2 separate regions of the Sorghum bicolor genome follow, and region 1 is linked to region 2. The links are chromatin contacts, called in public HiCAR-type maps. All regions are on one chromosome and are shown on one strand. The core of a region is the stretch at or near the end of the contact, and the rest is flanking DNA. Distances in the headings are between cores, read along the strand shown. Region 1 holds the start of LOC8066622. Region 2 holds the start of LOC110430087 (G-type lectin S-receptor-like serine/threonine-protein kinase At2g19130).

Evidence for each region. HiCAR-type assays count read pairs that join an accessible place to other places.
Region 1: a contact with region 2 is called in a HiCAR-type map of leaf, with 8 times the contacts expected there. The contact joins the promoter of LOC8066622 here to the promoter of LOC110430087 in region 2. A contact is called at or near these places in 1 of 4 Hi-C or Micro-C datasets (leaf mesophyll) and 1 of 1 datasets of contacts at active chromatin or transcription factors (leaf).

The regions. Positions count from the first base shown.
Region 1 is chr9:12,206,926-12,213,192 of Sorghum_bicolor_NCBIv3, reverse strand. It overlaps LOC8066622, which reads right to left and starts at 2,732. Exons shown (of 2, transcript XR_002447499.1): 1 at 1,131-2,732; 2 at 900-1,039. LOC8055767 (rhomboid-like protein 11, chloroplastic) reads left to right here. Exons shown (of 7, transcript XM_002440769.2): 7 at 637-1,031. The coding sequence ends at 801.
Region 2 is chr9:12,047,199-12,053,689 of Sorghum_bicolor_NCBIv3, reverse strand. LOC110430087 (G-type lectin S-receptor-like serine/threonine-protein kinase At2g19130) reads right to left here and starts at 4,562. Exons shown (of 1, transcript XM_021447036.1): 1 at 1,596-4,562. The coding sequence starts at 4,337. The coding sequence ends at 1,779. LOC8066619 (proline-rich receptor-like protein kinase PERK1) reads right to left here. Exons shown (of 8, transcript XM_021447893.1): 8 at 6,450-6,491.

The sequences.
Region 1 (6,267 bases), core at 1,483-3,982, 160 kb before region 2:
CAGTGCTTCCCCTGCTTATGTTAACTCTGTCGGCAAGATAGTAATACTAATAGAATAGATAGTATGAAAAGAATTCCATGGAGGATATGAATGATAGGAATGACTGTACTAGCGAGAACAGTCATCTACTACAGTTTCAAAACCTGGTTCAAGATAACTGTATATATGAAAAACCAGGAAAATTTGCACCATGCTACCTCCACAGGGAACATTAGTTAAACTACGAAGAATATAATGTTGACTGATGTGTCTCTTTCTTTATTATTTTTGAATAAACAACCTTGCACAAGATACATACACATCCGCATGACACTCAAGTACTAGAATTACTAAGATAATAGTGATGATTTCAAGCACATCTATCAGTAGTTGAACTACACCAAGGGGAATGGCCTGTTCGTTTAGGCTGATTCCCGGCCAGAACGCTTCCTGGTGATGGTTGGCCGTATAACGTAGAGTAACATTCCTGGCCGGATTGGTTCGGCACTTGATTCCGTGCCAACCGAACGTCCCCTAAAGTGTAACCTGTCACCCTAGGTCATCCTTGCAAATATGTGTCACCACCATCCATAATCAACCTATTATTCCTGTGCCAATACTTGTTTACAATCTGATTAGTCTTCCTTTAACTGATAGGTCATGGAAGCAGCACGTGCAACAACAATCACAGGGCAATCGTTTCAAGTGAACAACATTGCTCATGTATCAGGTGCTTTGATAGGTGCTGCGTTGGTGTTTCTGGTCAGCAGAATCCCTTTTTCATCCAATGATGATAATCCCAAGGCAACAAAAAGAGAGTAAATAGAAAATAAATATATTTATCAACAACATTATCAGCCTAACATATTATTGTCAATTTTTCATTCATTATCATTTCTTCGTATGATAGCTATTTTTCGAAAATTCGGTTGTAACATTTCGGATTTAAATGAAAGATCATCCGGAAGTTCAGTTCTGGAGTGTAAAGTTCGTTTGTAAACCAATGTAAGCATCTTGATTATCCGGCACTTCAAATGTTTTTCCTTCACACATATACTTTCTGCAAGAATGAAAGATCAATTAGATTTTGCCTATATGAATTTGCCATTCTAGTTCTGATCAACAACAAATAAAAAGAAGAGATAATATACTATGTCGAACACGATTGTTCTCTTTTTCTCACAAGAAACAATCCTCGAAGAACTTGCCCAAATCAAACATCTAGCCCTTACAGGCAGCCCTGTCCACAGAGCACAGCTCAAGTGCTCTACCGGCGGCCGGGTGCCTCCAGATCCAACCTACTGGAGTACCTGACTACCGGCGGCGAATCACGTCCATGGCCGTTCCGGCTGCCGCGAGAAGCTCCCAGCGTTGGCACGGCAGCTGGCTGGACCTCCTGCCGGTGAACGGACCGAGCTGGCCCAACAGCGTCGACTGCCTTCTCGCTCATGCACATTAGCATTCCGGTTCTCCTCTTGCGAGTGTTCCTGGCAGCGGTGCGCCGCATCGCACCTTCGTCGACGTCGTTGAAGCAGTAGTGGTAGTAGTACCCCGACGCCGCGCTGGAGAAGTTGCCGGACGCCGCGCCGTCCGCGGTGACCACGCTCCAGACAACGCTGGCCTCGCTAGGTGGGTACGCGCACCCAAGCTCGCTCGGAGCCGCGTCGTCCTCGCCAGGGGTCCCTCCGCCGCCGCTGGGCGCGCGCGGCGCGTCGCCATCACCGCCCAGAGCCGTGTTTCCGGCGACGATTGTAAAAGCAGAGCTTTGCGTCGCTGAACCGAGCGCGCTCCCACGGTCGCCCACCGGCACCGGCCGGAACATTTCCAATGATTTGATGCGCCGCCGCCGCTCGTCGGAGTCGGAGGTGGCTACTGCTTGGTGATGCAAGATTGGCGTAGATACTTCAACCTTGTTGGTGGCACGGCGGTGGCCATCCATTCCGGCAAGGGTTGTTTTGTCGCCTTCGAGGAGGCATCTGCCACTCGCAGGCGTCACACTCGATCTCGCGGCGGTGACCTCCGCCGGGATCTCTGTTTCCGGGAACCGCTCGCTCGTCTCCAGTTCGTCGGCGCCCACTGACTCCTCGGAATCTCCGCCGGCGCAAGCGCACGCCGCCACTCCGAGCAGCCACCGCCGCAGGTTAGACGACGAAGCGGGCCTGCGTCCGCCCCGCTGACCTTCATCCCCGGAAGGGCTCGCTTCGATGATCGGAGTGGCGGCGGCGGCGACAGCGACAGCGACAGCGTGCAACTTCTCGGCCGGCTCATTGGGCAGCAGAGCGGAGCGGCTGTTCCAGCTTGCTTCGGACGAGCTAGTGACGGCCGTCGGCGTCGGGACGGACCGGTCGTGCTCGTGCGTCCCCGTCCGGAACGCGGACGACGACAGCGAAGACGAGGAGCGCTCGCACGGCCACAGCAGCGCGTCGTCTCCGTAGAAGTAGCGCTCGGCGGCAAAGACGCTGAGCTCATCGGAGTCGTCGGCATCTGCGTGATCCGGTGGCTTGGCCTCGGGTGCTCTGCATCTGTCCATGCTGGGCGCTCGACCCCGCCGGGCATGGGCGCGTGGCGGCTACCTATATCTCGCGCTCAGCGTGCGGTCGAGAGATGGTCGTGTGGAGTGGAGGTCTCGCGGGCGCCATTTTCAGGGATTGATTGGCATGGGGTCCGACGCGAGAAAATTCCCTTGGCGCCCGGTGTGTGTTGTTCACGGGTCCCTCTCGGAGTCTTCCTCCATCTTGTGGCTCTTCTCACAAGAACGGTTCGCTTTCGCGGTCTTAACTCCCACGTTGTCTCCTTGCTTCGTATCCCCATCTCATCTCTCGTTCTATCTGATCCCGGACCGACAAAGTGAAATCCAACTGAACGTAACACTCAGCTTGGTTAGCTGGTGCCACGTTTGTTTTTAGATAATGGATAGTTCGTATCCGGCTTCATCTATCCGCAGATAGAATCAGACCAATTATTACAAAGTTTTACCCGAAGGCAAACTCACATGCTGCAAGCAAGGTTTACAGCCAACCAAACAGGTAACCGAAACAAAATAAGGTTCAGACTAAGCATGACCAATATGTCTCGTTGATAACCATCCATTGGAACTAAAAAATTGCAGAGCTGATGTCTCTAAGTGTTGTCCTGCGGTCATCAGTTGATCCCGCAGATCATCATGCCGCTGCAATCTTGCCCATTGCCGAAGCCAATGCGTTCCCCTGAAAAGAACCTGCAAAAAAGATTTTGGCCTGCATTTGTCAAAAACCACCTCGTTCCTGGTTATCCAAATTGCCCAACAGAGTGCAGATGCTGCAGTTAATAACAATATATTATACTTTTTGGTTGCTACTTTTGACCACCTAATAAAAAGGTCATTTATGTCCCTAGGGGGTGAAATTCCAAAAAGTATATGTACAGCACGCCATAAGAATTTGGAATAAACACAGTCTAAAAAAAGATGTTGTATGGATTCTGGAGAGTGACAGAAGCAACATTTTCTATCCCCATTCCAGTTTCGCCTAACTAAGTTATCCTTAGTTAAGATCACACCTTTCTTTAGATACCACATGAAAATTTTTATTTTCAGAGGTATTTTAATTTCCCATAAGTCTTGTGACACTCTAACCCCATTGTTAATTAACACAGCATACATAGACTTGACCGTAAAGCTTCCGGATACATTCAAGCTCCACACAAAGACATCTTTTTCCTCTAGTAAGTTAATATTCTGTAAAGAGGCAACAATTCTGTACCAGTTTGTTAGGTTTGCCCCCACTAAATTTCGTCGAAAAGAGATATTTAGTGGTGAAGAGCTAATCACTTGTGCCACAGAATCTTGTTTTCTCCTTACTATATTAAACAACGCAGGAAATTTATCCTTAAGGGGTTTATTTCCTAACCAAGTGTCTATCCAGAACCTAGTTTGAGACCCATCTCTCACTTTAAACGAGCCAAAGTCCATGAAAGAGTCTTTAACATTCATTAAACTTTTCCAAAAATGAGAGTCTGTTGGTTTTTTAACACAGCTCCCTAAAGTCTTATCTTTGATATATTTATTCCTTAAAAGTTTCTGCCACATACCTTCTTCATTCAACAACTTAAATAGCCATTTACTGAGCAAGCATTTGTTTTGTATTTCCAAGTTTTTTATGCCTAAACCCCCCTGTTCTTTGGGTTGACATAAAACTTCCCATTTGGCTAGTCTATATTTCCGTTTATGTTGGTCACTTTGCCAATAAAAGCGTGACCTAAAGTAGTCTATCTTTTCTAAAACGCCTTTCGGCATTTCAAAAAAAGACATCATAAACATCGGTAAACTTGAGAGCACCGAGTTTAACAAAACAAGTCGTCCCCCCACAGAAAGCATTTTGCCTTTCCATCCACTAAGTCTCTTTTCGATCCTATCCTCAATTGTTTTCCAATCTTTATTGTTTAGTTTCCTAGTATTCATAGGTAAACCAAGGTATCTAAAGGGGTAATTACCAATCACGCATCCGAAAGTTTGCGAATAAAACATCTCATGTTCTTTTGCTTTGCCAAAGCAAAAGATTTCACTTTTATGAAAATTTATTTTAAGCCCCGATAGTTGTTCAAAGGTGCTAAGCAAAAGTTTCATATTCACAGCTTTTTCAGCATCGTGGCTCATGAAAATTACTGTGTCATCCGCATACTGAAGGATAGACAAACCATCATGGATTAGATTAGGAATAACCCCTTCGACCTGCCCCGCCTCCTTTGCTCTAGTGATCAGTATGGCCAACATGTCAACCACTATATTAAATAATATAGGGGACATGGGATCACCTTGTCGTAAGCCTTTTCTTGTCTGGAAGTAGGAACCTAATTGATCATTAACCTTAATATTGACATTACCCCCTTGAGTGAAACTTTCCACCCATTCACACCATTTTTGTGAGAAGCCTTTCATCCTTAGTGTTTGTTGTAGAAAACTCCATTTAACCTTGTCATATGCCTTTTCAAAGTCTATTTTGAAGATGACACCATCTTTTTTTTTGGAGTGAAGTTCGTGTATCGTTTCATGAAGTATAACTGCACCCTCCATGATATTTCTTCCTGGTAGGAAAGCTGTTTGAGTCGGTCTAATTATTTTCTGTGCTATGGTAGATAGTCTATTGGTTGCAACTTTGGTAAAGATTTTGAAAGAAACATTCAACAAACAAATAGGCCTATATTGTTGAATTACTTTCGCATCCTTCTTTTTAGGTAAAAGAATTATGGTTCCAAAATTGAGACGATTTAGTGGAAGTGTTCCCTGATGGAAATCCATGAACAGAGCCATCAGATCATCTTTGATTAAATTCCAGAAGACCTGATAAAATTCTGGAGGGAAACCATCTGGACCAGGTGCCTTATTATGCTCCATTTGGAAAATCGCAACCCTCACCTCCTCTTGTGAGAAGGTATCTGTTAAATACTCATTTTCTAGAGTAGAGACCTGGGGAATATCAACTGTTTGTGACTCATCCAATGTAACATTAGAGTTCTCTGATGGACCAAACAAGTTTTTATAATATTTGGTGATATGCCCTTTGAGTTGAGCATCACCACTTATTATGTTATTCCCATCTTCCAACTGGAAAATATGAGTTTTTCGATGTCTACCATTAGCTAGCAGGTGATAGTATTTTGTATTTGCATCGCCTTCCAAAAGATGTTTGACTTTAGCCCTCTGGTACCATTTAAGTTCTTCCTCTCGAAGAAGCTCTGCCAGTCTTTCATTTAGCACATGTTTTAGATCTAGTTCTAATCCATTAAGGGTGGCAGATTCTGCTTTCTTATCCAGTTCATCTAGTTTATTTAGAATGGTTGTCTTTTCTTTCTTGTAAGCACCACTTACATTTTTTGCCCATCCTCTGAGGTATTGACGAAGCCTTCTTATCTTAGCTTGCCACCTCTCTATAGGTGAGCCATCAACTAGTGTACTTTGCCACACATCACTAACCATTTCACAAAATCCATCCCTCAGCAACCAACCCAATTCAAACTTGAATTGATATTGTACTCGTTATATATACTAACCGCAGAATTAATGATGAATTTTGGGACATTTTGCTTGGCCCGTTGAAAAGCATATATGTACTTGTGCAGCTTTGTTTGGTTGGGCTTCTTCCGGCAGTGGTTTCGTTCTACGGTTGCTGGGGAGTCTAGAACCGTAGGAGCTAAAAATAGATACTTCTCTTAGCTCTCAGTTTATTTGAAAAAAGAAAAAAAATGTCAATGAATAGTACCATAAATAGTGCACGAATTGGAAAAGCCGGAGCAGCGAAGAGCCCTTCCAAA
Region 2 (6,491 bases), core at 3,313-5,812:
AACTTGCTAAATTTATTATTTTAGTAAATAAACTCTATCATACTGCTAGAGTGCTAGACGCTCTTACGCATTCCTATACCACTTTCTTGCCAATCTTCAATATTCATATGCTTCTCTCCACCTCGAGCCGTCCAAGAGGTTAGCCCAACTCAACAGTGCCTCCAGCCCCTAACCCAATCTTTGCCTAGTCTCTTGCTCTCCGCTTCCACTAATCCGCGCTTCTGCCTTACCTCGGTTACCAGCAGCCATCGCGCTCATCTATGGCCTTGTTTAGTTCCGAAAAGATTTCGAATTTCGGCACTGTAGCATTTTCGTTTTTATTTGACAAATATTATCTAATTATGAACTAACTAGGCTCAAAAGATTCATTTCGTGATTTACATGTAAACTGTACAATTAGTTTTTATTTTCGTCTATATTTAGTGCTTCATGCATGTACCTCAAGATTCGATGTGACGGAAAATTTGAAAAAGTTTTTGGTTGACCCCTGTTCGTTTACCGGCTTCAATGCCATTGACAGCGACAGCGACTTTATATCTGCTCCACTTTCCCTAAAGATACATTGCAACTTTACTTCTTCGTTCTGTTAGATCTCTTCCCTCTATTATTTATGTTTTATTGTTAAATTATGATATTTTTTACTATTGACTATGCTTCTATAATGCATTCAGAACTGTTGTTAACTGGGAATTGTTGCAACTTACTTTATTTTAGTTTCACTGTTTCAGGATATCTGCCTTCAGTAAATTTATTTATGGACAGTGACTATTGCATTTTAAAATTTGCTAGCCTGTTAAAGCAGAGGTACCGTTACATGGATTTTTATTTTTGGAGAATCAAAAGATTGTCTATTACTTATAAGCACAGTGAAGAGATGGGGCTAACATTCCCCAGCTTCTATCTCTGCTCTTGTTCCTACACTGGGCTACTGCTTCTCAATTTGTTTAATCTGTTCTCTTCCAATCCCTCTTCTAATTAGTAATTACTCCAGTATTTCTCTTTTGTTGTTTATGTAGATATCTGTTATTTGTGGCTGTGAATCTTTGCTTATTCTGTACTAGATGATTTTTTGAATTCTTGATTGTTCATCCTTCTGTTGGTAAACAGGATTGTAATTTGTAACTAGTAGTTACTGCAACATGTCAACCGAGTAGTACATTTTATTTGCCATTTTTGTTAATACTACTATTATTTAGTCACAGTTGCTGTTTGTGTTTATTTATTTTCTGTTTAGCTAGTAACAAGATTATTAGTTGCTTGAAAGTGTCAATCATACCTGATCAGAGTGCAATTTTAGTTTTTTGTTCCCTCAATCGGTGAGTCAAATCTTCGGTAAAGGCATTGATCTAACTGAAATAGGGGCCAGATAAAGTGTTCCTTTGAGGGGAAAATATATGTTATCCTTTATAACAGCATACTTAGTGGTATCTCATTTCAATAAGCAACTTAGAAGTGGCATATCTAAAGCAAGAAATAAGTACTAAGTATTGGAATACATCTACTTCCATCAAATTAAGAATGTATGTCCTATCCCACTCATAAACAAAGAATACTCACCTATCTAGTTTTGCCAAATTTTGCTACTCCTGTTGAAATGATTTGTGGAGTACAATGCTTGATTACCATAAACACGGCCCTTAAATCATGCAAAATGAGAGAAAAGGGGACCACAAATGTCCATACAATTTAGAAATTTCAGGCTGGCCTTCCTCTATTACTTTGCTCCAAATATGAGCATTAAAATTTTCTGAAACAAATATTAGTAGCCTATGAATTTATTACATCGAAGATGCATTAGAGATTTCTGTGATAGCTCCAGCGCCTTGTGTGATTGCTGCAAGCAACCTTGGCATCGGGGGCATATCAATCTCCTGCTGACCCTCAAGAACATGGACCACTTCACCCATTGTCGGCCGATGAAGCTCATTATCCTGGATGCACCAACATGCAACTTTGCAAACCCTCTCAACCTCTTCCAAACTGAAGTCGCCATGTAGCTGTGGATCCACCAAACTCCTCACATCTCCCTCGTGAAGCTTGCTGATAGCTCGCACAGGGAAATATTCAATATGATAATTGTTGCTACTATATGCCTCAGGTGAATTTCTCCTACCTGATATTATTTCCAGCAGCACCAAACCGAAGCTATAAACATCAACTTTTGATGTAATAGCAACTCCACCAAGCCACTCTGGGGCAAGATACCCAGCAGTTCCTCTGAAAGTAGTCAAAACTCTGCTAAAATCCCTTCCAACGAATGCTGCCATCCCAAAGTCTGCGATTTTAGGAACAAATGACGCATCGAGCAGTATATTTTCTGGCTTAATATCACAGTGTATGATGCATTCTCGGCAACTCTGATGCAAGTAGGACAATCCTCTAGCAACTCCTATGGCTATTTGATACCTGTTGTTCCAGTTAAGGCCAGCAGCATTGCTCTGAAATAGATGAGCATCAAGAGACCCATTTGACATGTGTTCATACACAAGTAGCCTCTTATCACCTTTGCAGCAGAAACCAATCAATCTGACAAGGTTGATATGTTGGATCAATCCAAGTGAGCTCACCTCAGCCCTGAATTGCTTCTCTCCCTGGCGGGCACCATCAAGCCTTTTCACTGCTATAGTTGTTGAGCCACTCAGCACTCCCTTAAACACGCAACCGAAACCACCTGCTCCAAGCTTTTCTGAGAAATTTTTAGTAGCATGGCTTAAATCAGTGTATCTAAAGGCTATAACTCCACCACCTTGGCTGTCATACAATGGTGTACCACACCATTTGGATTTTTTTCGCCACATCATTAACAGCAACATGAGCATCAGTAAACCAGTACCAATAATGCTTGCTGCAGTAACAACTCCGACACTTGGTTTTCTTTTGTTTCTTGTCAAACTTGGCAGATCATCAGCAGCAAGGCGAAGATAAAGAACATCTTTAGAATTGTTATCGATGCCGTCATTCTGATTCACACTGAACAATTCCCCATGCCATACAGAGCATCTGCTACTGTTATAGGAATAAGCAGTGCAGGAGCAGGAACTGAGACAAGCTTCCTCACAATTGCTCTGAGAGTTGACACCGTCTACGCTTTGGAAGTTATAGGGCAATGTAACATGAGGAATGGGGCGGAAAATGTCTGTTGAACTTGTTGTGTTTTTCTCACTACTGCAATGTAACGGAGTGTTTCTGATGCAGCCTCCTGTTCGATCATCAAGCTCCCAATCCTGTGCTGACTTCTGAGAGAAGCTTGGCATGCAGTCGCAGAAAGACGAAAGGGAAGTGCCGTTGCAAGTGGTGAAGGGTCCACAGGTAGCATACGGTGTGCAGGGATCAGCCGGCTGGGCATGTACGGCTTGCCAAGACTGCTGAGCGTGTGACCAAACATTCATCTTGATCTGACCAGAGATGTCCAGCGAGACGAATGTCAAAGATGAGTCATTCAGTAAGGTGTACATGTAGTACTCCTCCTGACTGTTATCAACATATGTGGGGTCAATCAAGCCTTTGGTCCGTGGATCCAGCTCTAGTATGGACTTGAGTATGGGGATGAGCTTCAGTGTTGATGTGGGTGAGGATGACCAACGCCAGTACACTACTAACGGATTGAGGCGCTTGAGGACTACACCGCTGGCGTCGATTTCGACGGAGTATGAGCCGAGACCTGGATCAATGCGGCTCTTCCATGTGATGCCCTGGCGAGTGAAACCGGTGACCTTGTTCCGGCCAAACTTGGCGCCAGGAAGCACGATGTCAGTCGGGTAGTCGAAGCTCTGCCACAGGGTCACATTAGATGATGATGGGCTTGCTAATTCTAGGAGCGCAAGGTTCCCACTGTCCAAGAGAACAGCAGTGGTAGTGGTACTGTTTAAGCTGGCTCCTGACCGATTGACACTGGGAGTAGGAGTGGACCAGACTAAAGTTTCAGTTTCAGGACTGGCCTGGGTTACAATGACAAGGTTGTTGCCATCGCTTGAGATTTTGAGGTGTGTTTGCTTGCGCTTGGGATCAGTGATTGGCGTGTCTCTATTGGCGACCCAAACTGTAGTCAAAACTGGGATCTTGTTGAACCATATGCCAAGGTACCAGTTTGGGGAGGTGATGTTGCGGGACTTACTGATGACGGCTGTCGGCTGGAAGAAGCCCAGCGCGAACTTGCCGTTCCTCGAGACGAGCTTGTCGCCGAAGGCAAGGGCTTGTCCTGCCGCTAGAGTATCAGTCACGGTGGTGGTGGTGGTGGTGGCGGCGGCGGCGGCGGCGGCGGCGGAAGAGGAATATGGTGGAGTGTGAAGGGAAGCCAAGAGAAGAAGGGTGAGCAATTTATGCAGCAGGGGATTCATGGAGAAACAAGATTGGAAGTATGATCAAGTTACGATGGATGGACGCATGCACGTCTGCTCTGCTGTTGGGAGGAGGGAGACGAGGATATATGGAAGGAGGTTCAAGAGAGGGCGCACCGGCGCAGGCCTAGAGTTCCATTTCTGGACTGCAACGCAGCAACGGGCGAGAGGAGACACGGCGGCGAGTCAAGCACGGGTGCGATGTGTGAATGTGTGATCTGCAACTTGGCCTCCCACTTGTGTGTGGGTACACTGCACAACGACGTGCCCTCTCTCTATAAAATACTGCAAGGCTGTATGGCCATGAAAACCATGTGCTAGACGAAGCCCACTTCTGCCGCAGGCTACGAGCTCCGGCGGAAAGATGGCCATTCTCTAGGGCCTTTGATTAGTTCCAAAAATTTTTAGGAAACGGCTACTGTAGCACTTTCGTTTGTATGTGACAAATATTTTCGAATTATAGACTAACTAGGTTTAAAAGATTCGTCTTGCAAATTGTAGATAAACTGTGTAATTAGTTTTTATTTTCATTTATATTTAATGTTTTATGCATGTGTCTAAAAGTTCGATGTAACGGAGAATCTTGAAAAGTTTTTGGTTTTTGGGTGAACTAAACAAGGCCTAGAGTGGTTTATAATTGCAGGGCACCGCACTTTCTCAGGACGCTTCGGCTGTTGATAAAGCTTCTTCCAAGGCGTTCACAATGGTCCAGCACTCCAGCCAAGCCAACCATGGTCAAGTAAACGAATCATGCGTCCACCAAGACCAAGCGGCTGGTGCCGCCGCCGTCATAGTGGCTAGTGTTATCACCGTGCGTCCACCGATGATATATTCTCATTTAACTAAAATTAAACCCCCTTCCAAAAAAATAATTGTTAACCAAAATATTTACAACACCCCCTATCCTTCAATCTGTTGATTATTCCTAAATTGTCAACCTGTATGTGGTGGTCTAGGTCGGTTGACCTAAATTTTATGATGATGATTAGAGTCTACCAAAATAAAAACAAAATATTTTTTATTATATGAGAATTTTTAGAATTGATCTTTTTCCTAGCGCGTCTCATAGAAGCTTCTAACTAGTAATATTTAGGTGAATAATAAACCATTTGGTAATTTTTTATCTAATGTCTCCTAGCATTAGAATTTAACTTCAATTTGGATCCTTATTTGTTCAATTAGTTTTGAGCTATGCATAAACAATAAAACGCACGCGAACCACAATAGCTACAATCTATAACCAGTGTTGTTTACCAAATTCGGGCTATACTACGCGTACATGGCTCACCAACGTCTCCCTTAATAAAAAAAACGCGTCAATGAAAGTGTTCTAAAAAATGATCTAACATCAAAACATGATCACTTTTTTCTTTTTTGCGACAATGCAAGACATTTGGTAATTCAGGCATTGTTAGTATATTACTCTTATTTTATATTCTTTATTAGTCTTGGAGACGCCAAGATGGCAAGATAACGTTTTCGAAGGGAGGTAACGCACGGACCATAGTTCCATTTGCCAGATCAGAACGGACAAAAGACAGCAATCATTATGAGCCTTGGCCCTTGAAGCCATGCCAGAATGCCGAATGGACAGCCCATCGAAATAGCAACAGACGAACACAGTAACACACGATCAAACACAGGAATTCAGAAATGATATCGTTCCGGGACAAGAAGACATGATGCATGCTAGCCAGAATGTCAAGCAGCGGGAGGTGCAGCAGCCTAGCCAACCAACAAGCGAAATCTCGCATTCTTGCCCGAGGTTTTGGTTCAGGGTCACGCGTCGAACGCCACCGGCGAAAGCATGGAAAGGGACGCGAGACACACATTCCTCATCCCGTGAGCTGTCGCATGTGCCGTGCTTCCAAAGAACCGCGACCCAGCACGCCACAGGTCTGCCGTCCGCCGCGAGGCAACTCGCCTAACAACGCAAACAAAACTGGTTCCAGCGAATCATAGAAACTTTCAGTAAAAGCGTTGCAGATTTACACCCATTGTCCCGTGACAGCACACATGATACATGTACTGGAATGAAGTAGCCGGAAAGAAATCTAGCAAGGCTCTTTACATGACACATCGAGAAAGATGAATTGAGCGAGACATGGACAGTACATCAACATCCAATTAGCTCTCTTTGAATTGCACAGGCAA